Linked DNA regions of Arachis hypogaea: region 1 is linked to region 2. Evidence: chromatin contacts called from public Hi-C data. All regions are on one chromosome and are shown on one strand. Each heading gives the region's core, a stretch centred on a gene start, on an enhancer-like site or on the middle of the called end of the contact. The rest is flanking DNA. Distances are from core to core; before and after follow the strand shown.

The links. A called contact is a pair of places that touch in the nucleus more often than the background predicts.
Region 1: a contact with region 2 is called in a Hi-C map of an unstated tissue, with 4 times the contacts expected there. The contact joins the promoter of LOC112751401 here to the enhancer-like site in region 2. A contact is called at or near these places in 2 of 8 Hi-C or Micro-C datasets (leaf and an unstated tissue).

The regions. Positions count from the first base shown.
Region 1 is chr2:92,923,475-92,929,534 of arahy.Tifrunner.gnm2.J5K5, reverse strand. It overlaps LOC112751401 (senescence associated gene 20), which reads right to left and starts at 4,775. Exons shown (of 1, transcript XM_025800535.2): 1 at 4,305-4,775. The coding sequence starts at 4,775. The coding sequence ends at 4,305. It overlaps LOC112751410, which reads left to right and starts at 653. Exons shown (of 3, transcript XM_025800563.3): 1 at 653-853; 2 at 1,499-2,486; 3 at 2,622-3,123. The coding sequence starts at 1,523. The coding sequence ends at 2,983.
Region 2 is chr2:92,848,537-92,854,532 of arahy.Tifrunner.gnm2.J5K5, reverse strand. No RefSeq gene overlaps it. Among protein-coding and RNA genes, the nearest start is that of LOC112751380, 13 kb to the right of the region's middle. Within about 2 kb of position 3,147, at least 2 of the 3 cell types and tissues checked have open chromatin away from gene starts, as enhancers often do.

The sequences.
Region 1 (6,060 bases), core at 3,526-6,025, 73 kb before region 2:
TTTCAACGTATGACAGGTCAAAGACTAATTCATTACAGATTTAATAAGTTCTATTTAAGGGTTTGCTACTTGTTAATTAGTTGCTGCATACACAAGGCATAATTTAAATTCTAATACTTACTTAAATAGACTAGTAAACTAACTCAAGTTGGTTATTGTGATTATATTACAATAGGTCAAGAAATTAATAATGTGATATTTTTGTTAGCAAATCATGCTGGTCCATTTTCATTGGGCTAATCTTGGCTGGATTCTTGTTGTAATAAAAAAAACCTTAAGCCCCCATACCAAAAAAAAAAAGTTAAGCCCCAAAAGGACAAAAATATGTGGCCACAGCCTTATTTTATTTAATTGATTTTAAATTATTTTTCAAGACCAAATAACATACAGAGGAATAGGAATATGTGGCCACAGCCTTATATGATACAGCCTTATATATGTTACAAATAATTTCTCTCTGTTTTTTTTTTGTTTAATTCATATTTCAAGTAATATTGAATCTTATCATGAACTTGTTAATTCTGTATATAAACAAAATGAGTACTAAATATTTTCATTTACACCAATCAATAAATTTTGGCATCCATTAACCGTTGATCAAAAGGAGGGTCCACCACTCTACCGAATGTTTTTTACTTTTTTGAATAAAAGTTCAAACATTTTCCCGCTTTTGCTTCAACAAGAACCGTTGCAAATTTTATATACGTCACACTTTATTTTGCTTTTCCATGTTGAAATTCATGTTTCTCTCACTTCATCCACCTTTATTATTATTTCTTCTCTGAATTTTGTTCCAGCATTATTGTGGTATGTACTATGTAGAGCTTAAGGAAACTGGGTTGACACCAAATTGGTAAGAGTCCCTCCACCAACCTCACTTGTATTGGATATTATCGTTTTTTCTCTTGTTTATTTTTCAATATGTATATATATAGCTGCAATTTGTGTTTCTATGAACCATGTTTATTTGAAACTTTGTTGCTTCCAATTTCTTCTTAGCAAATGTAGCTGCCTCTTGAAAACACCCTTTTGGTGTTATATCTAGCCTTTTATGTAATTTGAGTTTCATTGTTGATATGAGAATCATTTTAGGGGAGAAAGTCTTACAATCCAAGGAAAGTAGCAATCAAAGTATAAATACTTTATCGAAAAAATATTCAGTTTGGTCCCTGAAGTGACACTCGAACTTCAATTTAGTCATTGAAGTTTTAATTGCCTCAATTTAGTCCCTAAACTTTTTAAATTTTAATCACGTTAGTTCCTGCGGTGGTTTCCGTCACAGAATCAATTGAAAAGTTTAGGGACTAAATTGAGACAATTAAAACTTTAAGAACTAAATTGAAACTCAAGTGTAACTTCAAGGACTAAATTAAGTATTTTCTCTACTTTATCCTCTCTGAACCTCAAACTTGCACAAGTAATGCTTCTTGGAATAGCATCCACTTTTGGAGGTTTCATTCAGTCAGCTTTGAATCTTTCATGGACTTCTTCAATGCAGATAATCAGGTCATTATTATGTCTCATGCTAGTGATTGGACAAAGCTTGCAAGAAACAACCTTGGATGAAACTCAAAACCCAAATGGTTTTGTTGAGGTTAATGATGAAAGGCTTCATCAAAAACTGAACAACAGAATGTTGAGAATTATTTCCAACATGTTCAAACCTCAGAGACTGATTTCACATTTTTTACAGGAAAATCTTATGAATCCTTTCAAGAATGCTATTTTTTCCAAGAAGATTGATTGGTCATGTATTAGCACAACTTGCAAGCAATGGATCAAGAATCCCTTGAACATGGCACTTCTTCTATGGATAACTTGTGTCATCGTCTCCGGCGCGATTCTCTTCCTAGTTATGACAGGAATGCTAAACAGAATCCTCACCAAGAAATCCCAAAGAGATGAATGGTTTGAAGCAAACAACCAAATCCTCAATGCTCTATTCACTCTCATGTGTCTATATCAACATCCAAAGAGATTCTACCATCTTGTTCTTCTTCTTAGGTGGAAACAAGAAGACATAACAATCCTCAGAAACTTGTATTGCAAGAATGGAAATCCCAAGCCTCATGAATTTTTTCACATGATGGTTGTTATTGTGTTACTCCATGTTAATTGCTTTGCTCAATATGCATTATGCAGCCTTAATTTAGGGTTCGACCGGTCTAAAAGGCCGGCCGTTGCAGTTGGTATATGCATCTCAATCGCAATTGCTGCTCCGATTTTCACAGGACTATACTGCTTTGTTAGCCCTCTAGGCAAGGAATATGAATCTGATGAAGTATATTGTTCAACCGGTTCAAGATTACCGTCCGAAACGAGCTTTTCTTTTGCATCAAGAAATGATCATGGCCTTGTTGTTATTGAGTATGCACCTGAATGGAGAGGAGGACTATTTGATCTTAAGCAAAATCTTTCTGTTGCATACCAAACACTCTTCTGTGGTTTTTGCACTTTTGGAAGGAACATGAAAAGGCTTCACTTTGGTAACATTTATGTTCACATTTCAACTTTTTTTCTATTTTGTATGGCACCCTTTTGCATCTTTAATCTTGCTGCATTGCACATTGATGATGAGAATCTAAGAAGAATCATGGGGTTCATTGGTATATTGCTTTCAGTTTTTGGTTTACTCTATGGTGGATATTGGAGGATTCAAATGAGGAGAAGATTCAATTTGCCACCAAATAATAATAATAAACTTTGTTGTGGGAATCAAAATGTTAGTGATTGCATGCAATGGCTATTCTGTTGTTGGTGTTCTCTTGCACAAGAAGTTAGAACAGTGGAATTCTATGACATAGTTGAAGATGAATTTTCATGCAAAAGTCAGAATCATGAAATGTTCAATTCTTCTTCACTTTGGAGCAGTCCTAGTTTGTCTAATAAGGTTTGGTCTGAAGAGAAACAGAAAAATCATGTTATGGAGGCTCCAATTGCACTGAGAATTAATGTGGAAGATAATGTCATTAGAAGAACATGAGGAGGGAAAATTTCGTGTTATGTATACATGTCTAGTTTCAACAAATATATCAGTGACTGATTTTAGTAGTTAATTTAATGTATAAATAGTATTTTTATTCATTATTAAAGAGAAAAAGGACACTCCGTGAAATCTCATAACCATTGATTTTTTTTTGGCTTTCCTAAATTATATAAAAAAATTAAGAAAAAACAGTCCAATTATATTAAAATTCCTTCCAAAAAGAAGTCAAAAAGTTCTATATGTTCAGTTGGCCTAAAGAACAATAATTGTGTCCTACAGAAAAGTGTAGTTATGTCCTTAATTAATAGGAATTAGGAAGCTTGTTGAATCCAATGATTCCCCTTTTCAATAATTCAATTATTCGCCTTTCCTAAAGAAGCAACAAAAGTTCAGAATTATTGCTTGGTTGGCATTTTAACAAAAATAATACTCTGAATATTACATACAAAAGGTAATTCACAAATTACAAAAAGACATTTTCTTTTTATTTTTATATATCCGCCAAAATTTAGGCACCATTTTCGAGACAAAATTGGCCAAATTAACTAATTTATTAAAAAATGTGGCCCCATTTTGTGACCCCTTTGGCTCTTCATCAAAGTCAAATAAGGCTTCTGCATTTGCAATTTGCTTAGATTTTTTGTTCATTTCTATTGCATTGATGTTACCGCCAAGTACCATTGTCATTCCAGAAGGAGGAAGAGGCAACGCAACAAATTAAATAAATTAAACAAAGCAATGACATGAAAAACACACATTTTGATTTTGGTTTAAATTAACTATTATTTTTATTAGAAAGTAATGTTATTTGTATTATTATGAGAAAAAGACACAAAATTATACTTCTATTGCTTTTATTTTATAAGAAAATTGTTCAATTTTTTTGTCGACTCAAACACTAGGAAACAATAAACATAGAGACATGAAAGTGATGTCTTATTTTTGTCTCAATATCTTTATGTTTATTTTGAATTACTTGCCAAATACAATATTAAAATTTAGTAATTTACTTTAATTTTTATTCTAAAAATTAACATTGTCCATAATCCACAACCTAAATATATGCATGAAAATTCATTCTAGTTGGGCAAAACTACTACATTTATGTTTAACCCATGTAGACTATAGGGGCCACAATCATATGACAAAATCAAGTACACACAAGTTGCACAACCATAACTTGTACCTAAAAAATTATGATACATTTTTCAATTGAGACTTCTTAGAACTATGGCAAGTTCAAAAGTTACATTTTTATAAATTTTTTTCTCAAATTACAGTCTAAAAATTATAGACAAAAAATCTAAATAAATACGTACTAAATGGCTAGAACCAGCCCCGGAAGTGACCTACGATACAAATCGCGAGGCTGGCTCTGCCAGAGAGTCAAGCTATTTTGCTTGATCTCCCACCTTGGAGGACTCAAATCCCTAACAACAAGCCATGTGTTGAAATACTCCCTAAATTGAGTTATCAAGCCATTCTTCAATGTCCAAACATGAACCCAATAGGCTTGTCCTTCCCACCCTTCAGTGATAACACAATCTCCTATGGATGTGAAGCTTCTAGGCTCAAACTTGAAGCCTTTGTTGTGTGCTGTTTCACCAGTGAGGACCTTCATCATGTGTTGGCATTCTGGGGGGCCATGGAACCACCATTCAAGATCACTTGCTAGCACCTTTGAAACCATTTCCATTTGCCCTTCTCCAAGAAGTGCCTTGTATAGAGACTCAACTATGGATTTGTTTTCAACACAAGAGCCTTCATCATACTTGTTTTTTGGTGCCATTTCTTAGTTTCCTATATGGAAATTAAGGGGCTAATAATATGTGCCTCTCTTTTTGGATATAGGAAGTGGCTCTAATTAGTTTCTTGTGTGCATGGAGAACATGGCTTTGGATTCATGTATATTTATAGGCCTAAAGAGGGAGATATATGTCCAATTCTTAGTACCTTAGCTTTTTGTGGAAGGAATTGAATAATAAATTATTGGGGGTATTAACTAATAAGACTGAATTTCAAATTTTAGTTTTGTAACTCAATTTATTTATTTTTATACCTATATTATTTTGCATTTTTTTTTCTTTTATATTTAAGTCTAGATTTGGCTAGTATAAAATTAGTCAAAGTGCCAGAGTATAGTACTCTCTAAAAATTAACTTATTATAAAAGGTAAAAAAAGAAAATATGATAAATTTTAAATTATAAATTATAAATCATAAATCTAAAATGATTGATATAAAATATAATAAATAGAAAGTTAAAATTTGTTTAACTAACAAAAATACAGTACTTTTTATTCACTACTAAGGTATATATAAAGATGAGACATAAAAATAATAGGCGCATTAAATTATGAAAATGAAAAAAAAATATTAAAAAACTTTAAAGTTTGATTCATGATAGATTAATTAAATTTCTAGTAATAGAACCTGAATGCTAATAATTATATTAGAATAAAAAAATTATTCACAGATAAAAAAAACTTAGAAAATAAACTTGGCTATGAAGAAACTAACTGTAGAAGACCAATGAACCAAGTTAATTCTAACAAAAAAAAAAAAAACTATTGTTTCAAAACTAAACTAATTTACATCTCCTGAAATATGAAATTCATATATGGATAAATAGATGGATAGATTTAATATTTTTTTTCTCTTATTGAATTATATATACACACCGGAGATTGATGATTACTTTTATGATGTGACGATTGGACGAGGGTGTGGGATAGATGATTAGGTCCTGGAACTAATTATTATAGCTGTGATTAATGTTGCACGTGTGAAGTGACAAATTAGAATCTGTCATCACACCCAAATTCACGTATAAACGCCAATCATATGCTATTGCAATTAAGCTCTCGAATAATGCATTTGTATGACATGTTGATAATAACGATGTGAAAACCATATGGTGTGGATATTTTCTAGAATGCCAACTCTACCCTTAGTTTGCCTCCTCATTTTTCTAAACAAACAATTCCATTTCAATCGACTCAGATTATTATTTTGAAAATTTAGGGACAGTAACTTTTGTATTTTTTTTTACCATTAAAATAAAAGTGAGTAATC
Region 2 (5,996 bases), core at 1,898-4,397:
ACTTTTTCATAAGTTAAAAATTAAAAAAAGTCACTTATAAACATAACCAAACGGACCCTTAATACTGCCATTTATCCTAATTTTACAAAAATTTTCACCTTAAAAATCACAAGTTTAAAAAAATAAAAAAGTTATGTATCTAAATTTTTTACTTAATCAAATCCAACCAAATAAAATTAATACATCTCAAGATTTACCCATCACTTTTTTTTCAATTGAAACGAAAATGCAAAAAAAAAAGTATATGAAACCAACTCCAAATCAGTCAAGAATGGAATCACTTAATTAATTATAAATATAGTAATTAGTTTTATTTATTTATGATTTAAAATTTAGAAAAGTATATGGAACCAACTCCAAATCAGCCAAAAATAAAACAACTGTCAGAAAACAGATTTAAAATCATCCAATTTAAAAAAAAAACATTCTAATACCTAACATAAACACCATCTACATAAAAATTTTAGATTCATTCAGAAACATTTAATTGATTTTTGACTGAAACCATCGTAATTTTTGGCTCTTTTTTTTCCCTCCTCTTTCTATTTTTTTTCTTTAACTTTCTCTTCCTTCATATCATCAACATCATCATCTTTTTTTAATTCTGTTTTTGTTTTAAGTAAGACAATAAAAAAGAAAAAAGAAAAAGAAACAGCCAAATAAGTTATTGTTAATAAGAAACTGTTGCATCAAGTCCAGAACTTTGATAAATTTCGATTAAAAAATTTTTACGTTTTAGTTAAAAAATTTCAGTGTCAAAATTAAAAAAAATTTGTATCGCAATTAAGAAATTTTGATGTTATATTTTTTTATTTTATATTATTTTTTCAAACAACTCATCCTCGCTCCTTCTCTTTCTTATTTTTTATAGTTCTTCTTATTTCACACTCTTATAATTCTTCTTGTGTCATTATCTATTAAAAAGAATAATAAAAAAATAAAATCAAATAATAAAAAAATAAAATGAAAGAATTATGTAAATTTTTACTTTTTTTTATTTTTTTTTATAATAAACACAAAAAAATTTTAAGAAAAAATATGTAACTTTATATATAAAAACACAAAAATTTTATAGGAAGAAAAAGAAACAAAAGAAATTATAGCATCAAGTACAGAATTTTGAGAAAATTTAATGTCAAAATTAAAAAAATTTTATACTCAAATTAAGAAATTTTGGCATTATTTTTACATAAAAAATAAGAAGTATAATTCATGCATATACGTTTGAGTAATTTTTATGATAGATTTTATGGTGCCTTTTATTGTTATGCCTAAATTGCCTAAATTATTTTTATAGGTAAAAAATAAAATGTATAAAGTAAAAATAAAATAATTAAAGTTTATTAAATATTATTTTTTTGCCTTCTTTAGTAAGTTAGGCATCATAATTTAGACACCATAGCATTCACCAATTTTTATTAGATTTTGAATATTACTTAAACTTAATTGATAAAAATACTCAGATATACGATGAGACTGTTAAAAAATACATAAGGATCTAATTATTTTCTTAGTGGTATTCACGTCATTGGTTAAATCTTTAGTAACCTCTCTCGTTATCGCCAATGAGTAATAATTTAAATGACATAATCTTTTTATACTCAATTAAGAGGTTGCGGATTCGAGTCTTCTATCTTTGGTAAAATAAAAAAAAAACCTCCCTCGTTATCAAAGTTTTACTAACCATTGTAAGCACTAAATGCATGCAGCACCTCGTTTCTAGCCTATAGGATAGGAATTTGCACGTCCAATAATATGGAAGATCATGTGATATCCACATGTGTTCCTAAAGTTATACTTAATCACAACTCAAAATGGATATATATTAGAGACGAAATTGATGAGTCTGATCAAAGTAGTATGTACCTACTTTAACTTTTTAATCAATTATTAATTGTCTTAGATTTGAGCGAGTAATAATCATGAAAAAAAAGAATCTTGTTAAAAGACATAATAGTAAGACTCTTCTTGATTATAATAATATCCCATAAATAGATAATGGATGGATTTAATCGTTTTATAAAACTATTTATTATAGGAAAAACTTGAGTATATATATATATATATATATATATATATATATATATATATATATAATTGTCTTAAACGTGAATTTTACATTGATCTTTCTTTTTCTTTTTATATAAATTTTTTTATCAATTTTTTTAAATAACAATAATTAAACTATGAATTTTTTTTTGTCATAAAAATTATAATAATAACATGTCATGAATTTACTTATCCTAAATATTTAAGTTATTAAGTAGAAGAACATGTATTAGAGATATAATAATTATTTCTATAATTTTTATCAATTTAAATTTTTAAAATAAATAATTTTATGATATTAATTAAATATATAATTATTATTCATGTGTCTCTACCTATCAACTTAACTTTTTGAGATGAATAATTTTTTGATATAATAAAAAAACTTATAACAAAAAAATTTGAAATTATTTTTAAAAAATGAAATTCAACATAAATAAAAAACTAAAAAGAATAAAAAAAATATACATCTCACATACTTCAAATCTAAAAAGAGACTCTTGTGTTATCGATAGAATATATATATATTAAAGATATAATTATTCATATATCTTTTTTTATTTTTTAAAATGAACTTTTGAGATAAATAATATTATAACAATATGAATTATTATAACACTAACCAATTTAGATTGAACAAATAATTAACTCAGTGATTTATTTAAATAAGTGTTGAAATTTAAATCCTATTTTGCATGAATGCAGCAACTCATTACCTAATAATAAAACTTTAAATGAAGTTCTAATCTACAAGAGATTAGTCCTTAACTATTCTAGAAGATACAATAGACAATCAAAAAGAAAAAATTATCTAACACACCAAAATATACATGGCATCAACCTATTGGAGATGAACACACATTGCTTCACATACATGGTCCATCAAGTAAATCTCTCTTAAATTTGTTATGATTGGAGTGGAGCCCTTTCCCTCGAGGGTCCAAATCTTTTGTTCCACACGTACACCTAACAATGTGATCCATATTATTTCATTTTGGGTTAAATTTAAAATAGATAAAAGGACAATGATTCTTTGTATATAGGCATCATTGCAATTAAGAGTCACAGTTGGATCCAACCATGTATAGAAACTTCTCTATAGAGTTCATGGGTTTTGGACATTCTTCTCTTCCTCTATGTTCAATCAATGATTCAGCATAGCCCACAAGAAATTATGAAAATTTATTGATATATAGAACAACAGTCTCTGAAAAAAGTTTATGGATGAGAATTGAGAAATTAAACCATCACCTTTATTGTCCTTTATGTAGAGCTAGTCTCTTGAAGTCATATACATAACTAACATCTATTATTTTAGAAACATTTTTTAAATTTAATTTATTAATATATCTATCATTCTTGCATTTTACTTTTAATTATGATATACAATATACAATATTTACATTATAAATTAGTTATAAAATAATAAGTAGAATTATATATATAAGATATAACACATGTTTGGAGCATAAGTACTGAAATTTTTTCAGTCATATAAAAATACTATATATATATATATATATTGGTAAGATTTAAACATGGAAATAAAATCCATTATGTTTGACATGCATTAATGGTTTCTCATATGGCCCTTAGCCTCATAGCTCCAAATTATTGGTCTATTAGTACAAGTTAGATGATTGAGAGGACTGTGGGTAGGAGAAGGATCACTTTCAATCCAGAGGAACTTGATTGTGCAATTTTCTTGTATATGTATGTAGACCCTATCTAATTGGTAGGGCATTGTATTATTATATTTATATATTTTTATCCTTGAGTTTTCAAATATTTCCACCTTATTGAATGATTATTGGAAATAGGTATTTCTTATGAAATATTTCATTAAAGAATATTAAATATATATAGGAATCAATTTTTAAAAATTAGTTAATATTAATAAATTTTTTTATTATAAACTTTTTTAACTCTATTTTTTAAAGATCTAGAGATTAGGTTTTGGACTTAAGGTTTACAATTTAATATTTAGAATTTAAAAAAAATAATTGATTTTAACTAAAAGAAATTAATTTTCTAATTCAACTCTTCAATAAAATATATCTTTTGTCTTTATCATTTGTAAAAAAAATTTAAAAATATTTTTAACGTTTAATTTGTACAAATTTTATTTTTTAACATATAAAATACGTTTTATTTTTATCCTTATCCATTAACTTCGTTGTCTACTAACAATAATTCAATCAAGGATAACTTTGAAACATAAACCAAAGTTGATAATAAAAATGGTTACCAATTTTCGAGTTTGGGACAGTTTTAAATCATATATTGACATACATGGTTAACGCATAAGAATAAAACAAAAACATATTTCAATTGTTGAGAGTAATAAATTAAACGCTAGAAGGAGGGGGGCGGAGCTACATGAAAACAGAAATGTTGGGCCGACCGTAGAGAGCTCTCGACAACCGGGGAGACTTCGGGGAGGAATCAAGCGAGAGAACATAAGATGAGAAGACACCACATCTAACTCAAAACCTTAAGGTGTCAAGTTAATGGGTCTCTCATCTTATAAACTCCTCACTCTTCCATGCTACTTCAACACTCCTCACACTTGCAACACTAACAATCTCCCCCTCAAGTGTGAGCCTTCACATCAAGCATCAACTCCCCTCTAGCTCCTCCACCACCACGAGTATTCGTCCATCACACCGCCGCAAAACACCGCGGGACACACCGCCCGGACCACCTTTGCGGGGAAGACTTTCGATGCTTCACCTTGAATACCCCTTAAAACCACCAGACCGATTAACCATCGGCTCTGATACCACTTGTTGGGCCGACCGTGGAGAGCTCTCGACAACCGGGGAGACTTCGGGGAGGAATCAAGCGAGAGAACATAAGATGAGAAGACACCACATCTAACTCAAAACCTTAAGGTGTCAAGTTAATGGGTCTCTCATCTTATAAACTCCTCACTCTTCCATGCTTTCTTAGATGTGGGACTAACTTCAACACTCCTCACACTTGCAACACTAACAATCGTTAACCTTGTTGATAATAGCACTAGTTGGGTGATTGATAGCGGTGCTTCTATTCATGTTACATCTAGAAGGGATTTGTTTACGTCCTATACTCCTGGTGATTTTGGTGATGTGAAAATGGCTCATCAAGGTGTTGCAAAATGTGCTGGTGTTGGACAGGTTTGCTTAGAAACCTCCAACGGTACCAAGTTGACTTTGAAGCGTGTGAAGCATGTTCCGGATATTCGGTTGAACTTACTTTCTGTTGGTAAGTTGTGTGATGAAGACTTGGATAGCTCATTTTCTCGTGATAGCTGGAAGCTCACCAAGGGTTCCATGGTTGTTGCTAGAGGTACAAGACACTCTACTCTTTATTTAACTCAAACAAAGATTGTGAAAGATGTTGTTAATGCTGCTGAGTTTGTTGATGAAACTGATTTATGGCATAAGAGATTATGTCATATGAGTGAGAAGGGTATGAATATGTTATCCAAGAGAAATCTTTTATCTGGTTGTAAGGTTGCTTTGCAAAAGTGCAATCATTGTTTTGCTGGAAAACAAAACAGGGTCTCTTTTAAGAGCCATCCACCTTCAAGGAAGCCGGAGATACTTGATTTGGTGCATTCTGATGTATGTGGGCCGATGAAGACAAGAACACTTGGAGGGTCTATCTATTTTGTAACCTTTATTGATGATCATTCCAGGAAATTATGGGTTTACACTTTGAAGACCAAAGATCAAGTTTTGAATGTGTTCAAGCAATTTCAAGCTTCTGTTGAAAGAGAAACTGGGAAGAAGTTGAAATGCATTCGTACTGACAATGGTGGTGAGTACTCAGGTCCATTTGATGCTTATTGTAAAGAGCATGGTATAAGACATCAGAAGACTCCTCCAAAAACTTCTCAGTTGAATGGCTTGGCTGAAAGGATGAACAGAACATTGGTTGAAAGAGTTAGGTGCTTGTTGTCA